Regions from separate parts of the Hordeum vulgare genome. Here region 1 is linked to region 2. A link is a contact called in public Hi-C data. All regions are on one chromosome and are shown on one strand. The core of a region is the stretch at or near the end of the contact, and the rest is flanking DNA. Distances in the headings are between cores, read along the strand shown.

The links. Hi-C and Micro-C count contacts between places; a contact is called where the count stands out from the background.
Region 1: a Hi-C map of seedling shows a contact between it and region 2, with 2.2 times the contacts expected there. The contact joins the promoter of LOC123429845 here to the enhancer-like site in region 2. A contact is called at or near these places in 1 of 6 Hi-C or Micro-C datasets (seedling) and 1 of 1 datasets of contacts at active chromatin or transcription factors (embryo).

Annotation. Positions count from the first base shown.
Region 1 is chr1H:245,845,486-245,850,266 of MorexV3_pseudomolecules_assembly, reverse strand. It overlaps LOC123429845 (protein GDAP2 homolog), which reads right to left and starts at 3,408. Exons shown (of 13, transcript XM_045113845.1): 1 at 2,880-3,408; 2 at 2,710-2,787; 3 at 2,549-2,604. The coding sequence starts at 3,260.
Region 2 is chr1H:245,565,368-245,570,548 of MorexV3_pseudomolecules_assembly, reverse strand. No RefSeq gene overlaps it. Among protein-coding and RNA genes, the nearest start is that of LOC123429845, 280 kb to the left of the region's middle. Within about 2 kb of position 2,883, at least 3 of the 3 cell types and tissues checked have open chromatin away from gene starts, as enhancers often do. A contact at or near this core is called in seedling, where this site is marked.

The sequences.
Region 1 (4,781 bases), core at 2,159-4,658, 280 kb before region 2:
CGAGCATCTACAACCGCAATTCGCAAATGTGACCCCTTATACGTTTGCAGAGGCGCCCGAACACATCCACAGACAGTGCCCGGTCACTGCCGGATGTGTCACAGGCCTCCTCCTCCTCCTCTTGTGTGTGGGGGGGGAGGGGGGGGAGGGGGGGGGAGTCCAGCGAGGGCACGGACTGCCCGGGTTTGCTCCAGTGCGAGGGCACGTGTCGTCCGGGCTTGCCGCTTCACCAGGATGCAGGCACGGAGGGCACCGCCCTCCGCACTCTTGTCCTCCACGACATGCGACTCGGCCATCGCGGCGTGCGACACAACTTCTCCCTCGCACGGCGGGCACGCCGCCACTCAACGCATTTGTGGTCGTGTCGTCTGGCAGCGTTGACCTGGACTCAGAGCCCAACGTCGCGGGGACGAGGCTCCACCGAAGGGGTTGGGTGGCCAGCCCGGGCCGTCCGGTTAGGGCATGCCGGTACCTCCATCTGCTGCTCGCCGCCTCCGATTCCCCTACAGTCACACACCTCGAGGCGACGGATCCAAGCCCCACTTTCACGTTGCGGACGCAAAGGATTCCCACCAGAGCGATTCCAAAGGCAAAGCTCGGTTTTCCTCCCCCGACCGACGGAAAGCCAGCCGGACGGCTAACTCCTTCTCGTACCAGCATGGGACGAGGTCTCCCAGTCGACGGATCCGAGGTTGACGGACTGAGATCCGCTGCCCGCCATGCTGGAGAAGGCTAGAGATCACCGGAAAAGAGCTGGGGCAGAGCAAAGCAAACTGAAAGTGGAGTGGCTAAGGGTTTGGTCCGGGAAGCGAATTTGTGGGGTCGGGGTGCGCTGGTCCCGCCTCCCCATATCCACCAACATATGGGCTGGGTTTGGGGGGGGGGGGGTCGAACAGCCCTCACATATAGGGGGTTTTGAGGGTTCTGGTTGGGTGGCAATTTCGTGACCAGACAGGCCGTCCGCCCGGACGTATAGGGAGGGTTTGAGGGGTCCGCTTGTAGATGTTGTAAGTGTATAATCCAAAACAGACAAATCAAGTGGGGTTGTTTTTTTACGAGTGAATGCTATTATTATTTTTGTATGATTAATCTGGTAGAACAAATTCCACGGGTCATAACACCTGTAGAACAGAATCAATTTCTTTGACTAACTTTACCATAAGGACTAGCAGACCACAGGTCTTATCGTGAAACCAAAAACTACACTGATCAGGGGCAGGCCCACCTCAATTCAAGGGTATTCAGCTGAATACCGATTATTTTGGGCAAAAAGTTAGGTATATAACATATATATACACACATGGTGTAAACACAAAACTGATGCACTTGGGCCAAAACAGAGTTCTCCCAGTAGCCCACCAAGCTCCTTCTCCCGCAAGGCCTCAACTCAACAGTCCAAAAGGCTGGAGCGCACGCACAGACGTCTATCATCGAAAAAAAAACATCGATTGATTTGAGTATCACACAGAGACGAACCAACATCCGTACGAACTTTCTCTGAATCGATCCGTTCTGTTCGCATCACAGTCCCCATGCGAGAGCCTTCCACTCCGCCAGGACGCCGGCTAGGCTTGTTGTCGTCGGGTCGCCTGATCGACGCCGACGATCACGGGTTCGCACGGCGCGCCGCCGTGACGAATCCATCCGTGCCGCCCTAACTCCCTTCAGTTCTGAACTTTTATTCCGGAAGACTAAAGTGGCAGTGGGCAGCAAGCCGCATCGATCAATCTCAAAGACACAACCATGCAGGGATTGAACTATTGAAGGTATAATTGTTAATTACAGTAGATGTACTAATCTTTCCACTTCTGAAATTGGGGTCTCTTCTCTATGGCGATTCTTAGTCGAACTCAATTCATGTACATGCACAATTTTCTGCTCGTTGTCCAGCAGGTTGTCGTGTTACAGTATAGACACACAGAGTCAGGGGCAGAGTTTGAGCTCCCATGTAAGTCAGCTTGATTAATTGTCATTCTATTTAACTACAGTGAAATTAGAAAATTGTTTGCACTCAATTATGAATTGTTTAGACATGAGAATTTGCATTTTTTCAGTTCTTAATGTGAGAACGTTTATAAATGCAAGTACGTTTATAAATTCTGACTTTGTTACAACGAACAATATGTAAGGTTTTCTTATCATTTCCTATTTTCGTTCCTCTATATACCTTAGATTTTTGTCATCATAGGTAGAACAATGTTTTGCATCCGTACCCTGAACAATATCAATTTATGGTCAATTTTAATTAATATAATATATTATGTGCTATCTTTTATATAATATAGTTTAGTACCAGTACAATATGCTTCTATAATTAGTTATATGTCTAAAAGGAAGGCCATAGAGTTTGAAAAAAAGTTTTCAAAATTTGAATACACAGTCGTTAATTCCTGGGCCCGCCCCTGACACTGATGCTGTAACTTCATGCTTCAACAGTATTTCCAGATCCGTGCACAGGACATATGTTCCATTTTCTACTAAAAAAGGAAATACATTCATTTTCCACGTGAAAAACTGAAACGGAAGCACTAAGAATGCCTACTAATACCTCGCAGGAAGATCGTATGCATTGGTCATCTTTGCCATCCCAGTTCGGCACCCTCCCTACAAAACGTAAAGCAATAAAAAGATGTCACTTCACAATCCCCAGTGATTGAACAAATTCCACCCTGAAATTGTACTGTCCAGTCCTGACATCCAAAGTCGTACCAAGGTGGCGCACTCCTCGGCGAGCCCTGAACCTGCTGCAGAGTGCAGCCCAGGACTACTGTGCGCCTCGTCCAAGCTCTGCACGAACCGAAGAATCACGAGTTTAGCACCGCAGTTCCAACATTCTCCAATCTCCAATGTCCAGTGAGACATAAGAAGAGAATCGCAACCTCGTTGGTGGAGTTGACGACGGCATCGACCTCCATGTTCCAGGGGTGTCCCCGCCAGAGGTAGATCCTGGAGTTGATCTCGTGGTCCACGGGGAAGCGCGAGGCACCCGCGCGGCCACCACCGGCGGCGCCGCCGTCGTCGCCGGTTAGCGGGTCGGAGAAGGAGAGGAAGGCGGACGCTGCGGGCTCGGATCCCCCGTCCGCGGCATCAGCGGCGGCGGGCGAGGAGGACGGCGTGTACAGGCGCTGGTCGGGGTCGCTCCAGCGCGGCACCTGGTCGAGCGTCACCGCAGGCTCGACGCCGCTGACGCCTGGCGCCATGGCGGCCGCAGTGGAGGCAGCTCCGGAGGCCGTGGCCGCCGCCGGCGAGCGGTGCTGCATGGAGGCGGAGGCGAGCGAAAGGTACAGCCAGGCGCTGGCGTGAGGCCGAGCGGCCGTTAAGAGGCCGACGCGAGACGCAAGGGGCCAAAGGAAGGCGGAGGAGATCGATGGAGACGACGAGAAAGAAACAAGAGCGTCTTCTGGACAATGACGCGTGGGGTGTGTGGACTCGCGGGCCCTGTCTGGTCAGAGACACGCAGCATGGTTTGTGGGGGCACGACGCGTGTGGGCGTAGCCGACGTGATACAGCTCGGACGGCAGGAAGCCGTGCTGGACTGGGCTAGCACTCCCGCTGGCTTGCTCGCCTGGTGACCCGTGTGGAGCGTCCACCTGGTGATGACGTGTAGCCCAGCTCGGATCGGGATCTCATGACGCCTATGCCCGCAGCAGGCTGGTGCGGCGCAGGAGAAGGAAGGTTCGGATGGACGAACTTGGGTGGAGCCCGGGAGTGAAGACAACTCGGGCAAGTCCGGAGCAGCATGGGCCTCCGCAACTGCAGGATCTGTCCGCAATTCTTTGGATCGAATCAAGCACAGTTCCTCATCATTCGATCTGATCATCTCATTTCCAAGCTGAGCTAGATGGTCCGCTAAGCCACGACAAGACCAGTGCGTGGGCATCGTTGTCATGACTAAAAAAATTCAGTGAAGGGGTGTGTATTTCAGAACATGCGGGTCCTCAAATTTCACGGTCATTGTTTAGAGCATTTCTAGCAAATCCTATATTTTTTCGATCCGCATAAGGTGTTTACAGTTCGACGAAGATGGATTTTGCAGGGTAAAATCGTGGGCTGCAGGATAAACCTCATACATGAAACTGTATAATCTAAAGAAAAAAAAACTTTCGCGGAAGAAATCGTAACCACACTGATCATTCATAGTTCATCACATACTACATGATCATACATACTGGTACATTCTACTACTACTAGCTAAGTACCCGTGCGTTGCCACGAAATAAAAAGAGTACATGGACACAAAAAACTATTCTACTTCAGAAATATGCATTGAGCATGGCAATATGTGATTTCAGTTCAGAAGGTTTACTTCCGCTCTAGCTTTTTGTTTTTCTTGTTGAAGTGAATATCACATAAAAAAGGCTAGCTACAGGGTTTTAGTGCAAAACACTTCAGATCTACGCACCCAATGCAAATAACATTCTTTTTAAATATATTTGTTTTTATGAGTAATTGAAAAAGATCTAATGGAGATCAACTATGTTCCTCTTTTCATATCATGGGTGTGCTTCTTACCTAACTTTGGAGTGTAACACACAGATGAGAGGAATAAAAATTCCACGCTAGAAATGTAAGGTAATATGGAGTGTAATATATCAAAGTGGTACATCCTACATGGTCAGCCAGTTATAACTAATATTAGATTGATGTATTAATGCATGGTTCACTTCCCACCTTTGATGCAATATTTGCAAAAGTAAAAAAAGAATTGAATGAATGGACAAAGTGGATGACCTTATCGCCCCCTTGATGCTGACAGAGAAAGATTTTATAGCAACACATAA
Region 2 (5,181 bases), core at 1,634-4,133:
ACCAACGCAAACAAGAGAAGTAGCAAGAAGAATTTCTGGCGTTGCCGGGGAAGGACTTTTGTTGTCGTAGCAATGAACAGTATGGAACTATGTGTATGTATGGAGATAAGATGTTCGATACATGGCATATGGCCTATATATATGATGTTCTTGCTCTTATGTGATGTTCGATACATGGCCTAAGTTGCTTATTTGATGCTTGAATGTATATGTGGATGTTTGATACTATATGTTGTTAGAAACTATATGTGCAACTATATGTATTTTAAAAATGCACGAGAATAAATAAAAGCAAACAAAACGGTGACAATATGTGATGTTTGCCGCCTGTTGGCTGATGGCAATGACCTTTGCCATTTGCCAGCAGAAGACAAAGGGCACACATGGCGCTCATCTGTGCATCCTCAGGTAGCAGCGGCTGACCCATGTGGTCACTTTGCCTTTGTGACACGCAAAGGCAGACGACAAAGCTTCCCACATAGGCTCGCGGCAAAGAGCAGCCACCTGGTTGCAGCAAGGCTTCCCATGTTGACGTATGGAAGACGACAAAGGTCCCTAAAGGCAGACGACAAAGACCAATGAAATACATCAGACGACAAATACTCCATTATCCATCTAATAGAGTAGTTGCTTGTCGGCTACCGTCCAAGGGCTTTGCCGCCTGCCTGTCGTGGCAAGGTTATGGCAAAGCCCTTTGCCTTTAGCTTTTGACACGCACATGACAAAGAAGGGCCTTTACCGACGAAAGCAGTCGTAGAAGTTTTGCCGACCGAAGGCTGATGACAAAGCCATTTTCCGTGTGTGAACTACCCCTTTTCCTTCCGTTATGGCAGATGGAAAAGAAGATGATTCATATAGTGATGCTAACTAAGGCGTCCTACACTGAGGATGGCTCTAAAACTAACTCTATGGGGACCCTGACTCATAAGTTAAAGTCTTTGAATGCATGTGTACAATGATCCCGAGAACAATGCTCACTGAACACACAAAACCTGAATAACAAGAGTCTTACATCCATTACATGTGATCTTACACACATATGATCTATGGTCAAGTCTTACATAGATATGGCCATGAAGGTCAACACCAAATAAACACAGAGTGGAAATCTTCAATGATAGCATGGACCCATGTTATCTACCTTAACCCTACAAGCATTCTGACTGGGATAGCATCCTAGTTCGCATGTTTTTCACCAAGGTACTCTTCATCATATTCCTGTTCTTCCATGCTTGGCCAAGGAAATAGTGAGGGACAAGCCAATGACTAGTTTTGAGTGTACTCAGAAGCAACCCATGTTTGGAGCAAAGTAAACAATGCATGGTATAGCACTAAGTAGGTAATTCTGTGGAAAGCTAGTTTTGAATGCAATATCATGTCCTATCATTTTGTAAATCATGCATCATGAGGTTACAAATATAAATATAAACAGAGTTTGAAAAACTCAATGTAATCATCTCATCAAGTCATCCGACTTAGTTCAAGGATCTCCTTTTCACACCAAAGTTTTGTAAAAACAATGGACGTAGCCCAAGAGCAGTTATCCAATTAACCTTGACTGTCGACTCAGCTATTCGAATTGAGTGATACTCTACACAGGTTGCACAATCAACCCAAAAGACTCGGTGAACTTAAGTGTCAATAACGACTCGCGGTATATCACATACTCGAGGTAAGCACCCAAACACTATCTTTCCCTTGACAACACTAAAAAATTAGTCCACTCGTTGGTCCACGTCCCTCATGATGTACATCACATCGTATCGTCCATGAGGGGACACACTAGTGTGCTCGGTGTGTGTATAAAACAGACATAGTCGTCCATTTAGGCACAACCCCATATCGAGAGTTACCACACCACACCCGCATTTAGTAACGCGGGCTCTCTGCTAGCATCGACCAAAGTAATCAACAAAGCCTCGTCCTATAAGGGGTAGTGTGGTCGTACATGTAAGGTTGGAGTAACGGTAACAACTTAAACCAATCCCATTCTGAAAACAACACACACACTTGCCTCGAAACACCACCTCTTTATCAAGTGGTTACCTAGCTCAACATCTCCCTCGGGCATTAGTGGCACTCAATGGGGTTTTCGAAAGTTATTCGGAAAACACTTTTTTTTGTTTTCATCTGGGTGCATATCCCCATCCGACTTGCATAGGAACTACTTAGAATCCTATCTACTTCCCTCCCACATAACTCTCAATGGTAAATTGAGCGATGAACAATGCAAGTGTCAACGAAAAATGCATCAGGGCCAATCTAACAAGGTTGTCACCACATCATCATGCTTTTCAATGCAACGTAATAAAGTGCTATAATGACATGCATAAAATGGTTTCATCAACATGGTCAATGGGTGGCTTGCCTGGCTCCGCGAAGTTTTCGAAGTCTTCAAAAGCTTTTGCTCCAACTCCTTCATCAACCACGTGATCTAACGTCGCAAAATAACGGGGCACAAACAAGGCCATAGGAAAACGAGGAAAAAATAGAACACTCATAAAAATGATAACCTATTTTTGTTAATTACTAGGTTAAAAACTAAAAATATTACACTTGTTGGTTTTGGAGTTGGAGTGACATAAATAACAATTTGGATTTTAAAATATTGATTTAAATGCCCTAATAGAGATTTAATTTATGGTAGTACATAAAAGTTATCTCAAATGAAATGGGAATTGCACCATTCAATGGGTGAGGTTTATAGAAGAATTTAAGAATTTGAATCACCTAACTTAGATAGATATTCTAGTGTGAGGAAATTTTGGAAAAACACTAAAATACAGAAAAAGGAAAGGCGAGCAGGGCAGCTCGGCGAGAACGACCATGGCTGGGCCGGCCAGAGGCGAGTCAGGCCTGGGCGAGCTGGGGCGCTCGTACCGTCTATGTTCAAACATGATAGGCGGGCCCCAGGAGCCAGCCTCATATAGGTTGAGGGAGAGAGAGAGAGGTGGATGACAGGTGGGCCCCGCCTGTCATCCCCAACCTCGTGACAGGGAGGCCGAGGTGCTCATCGCCGGTGCTATGGGCCATGGGGGAGATAACGGAGTGCATCGACAGCCTCAAGGGATAATTGTCATTCGGGGGGTGCCAGAGTTCGCTCACTGGGTAGGGAATCACAACGGCGAATAGACATGATAGAGGGCTTCAGGAGGTGGCCATTACTGTCTTCTTCGAGTGCAAAACGCACGGGAAAGAGGGGGAACAATGTCAAGCGTGCATGGGGGTTCCAGATCGGTAGAGAACATAGGCGGAGGAGCTCCCTACTGTCCTTTCTCCAGCGAGCCGAAGTGGTGGAGCTCGAGCTCAAGGGCGTTATGGGTGGAATTGGGGGAAGGGAAACACGATTAGGGAGGGTTGAGAGCAAGAGGAGTGCAGAAGGGTGTTCGGGAGCGAATTAAATAGCTTCGCCATGGTCCACCGTAGGCGGAGCTCACCGACGCCCGTGGTGTTGGTTCTAGTGGCCACGGGAGGAGGAACGGATGGCTCTAGGCGTTCATGGGGGTGGTCTATGACTAGGAGAAGATGGAGGGAGGATCCAGAGGCGGCAGACGCTTCCGTGTGTCAGTGCACTCACTTGAGATGTCAGGCGGTCATGGCACATGTGCGAGGGAGGCCACATGAGGGAGAGAAAGGAGGGGACGATGTGTTGGTATCTTGCACACGTCGAGGTGCGCCGACACGCATGCGTACGCCTCCCGAGGTGGCTAGGAAACGGGCAGAACGCCACTAAAGTGCCAGAATGCATTGTAGCATGCTCCAGAGCATGCATATGGATGGCATGGCCTCCTCCCGCGTGCTATGGTGTGTCCTCTTATGCCTGATGTCTTCTGGGTTGCCTTGGGTAGCGTAGGATCGAAGCAAAGGGGGTGGAGTAATAAAATGGGGGGGTGAGGGAGTTAGGGAATATGGGGTCCTCAGGCGGGCGGTTAGTCAATGACGAGTGGGCCCATTGTGCCGTGTTGTAGAAGACCGGGCCTTATGATGACCTCTCCACTTGAAAGAATATCCCGAAGATTGGCGTGTGCTTCAAGCTTAGAAAAACTAGGTCGTCTCATCTATTCTCTATTATAGTCGGTAACTTGTAAACCCCAGGGCCCCTGGTGTCTATATAAACCGGTGACCGCTATCCGTGTAGAGGAGGCTGAATCATCCAGGGTTTAGCATATACGATCTTGAGGTAGATCTACTCTGTAATCATCTTCATCAATACAATCAAGGAGGACGTATGGTATTACCTCCATAGGAGGGCTCGAACCTGGGTAAACCGTTGTCTCCCCTTCTTCCTACTACCCATCGACCCAAGGTCCACACATCAGGACCCCCTACCCAAGTTCTGCCACTTTTGACAGCCACATTGGTGCTTTCATTGAGACTTCCGCTGTTGGATCGCCGAGAAGATTGATGGCTCGCTTAATCGTCAGCGACAGAATCAGCAACGAAGTCATCTTTCTCCCCGGACAGGTTCTCTCGTTCAGCAGAATTACGCTGCACGCACACCCAACCGACCGTCTTGGTCAGATCGGAAGTTTCGTCCCCGACTAGCAAACGAGATCAGGGACTAACAAATTCCCAACCCGTCCGCAGACCGTTCTAGTCCTTGCAAGAATCTCGGCTTCGGCCGATGAGATCAAAAATCCCAAAGCTTTAACTTCAGGTCTTGTATCCGGTCATGTACTCGGACCCCTCTCTTTCGAAGAGTCGGCCCCTAGATCGGACCCGACCCTGACAACTGGATCACAGCAAACGGCTTTGGCCGAACACGCCTCCCTCACGACGTCCCTGGAGGTTAACTTCGAAAACCATCTGGCGATGTACTAGGATGAGCTCTCAGCGTTAAACGAGATGCTCGGCCAGATCCAATCATTACACATCTCAACCAGCCGACCCGCTCGCAGTACGGCTCAGAATACATGGACTTTTAGGGCCCACCCATCACCCACTTGGAAGCAACCGTCGAAGATTTAACCGATGCATTAGACTATGGCTCCGAGGAGCCTGAGGGCATGGATGACGAGGCCGATGAGCCCACTCCCACAAATACAAGGTGATGGGCTGCAACTTCAACTTATGACGTCTACATGGTGGACACGCCCGGTAAGAACAGCGACCTCCCCCCTCAACAAACGATGACAAATCCGGGGAGGAGAATTCAAAGCGCCGAAAGCAGCGTAAGCGTGC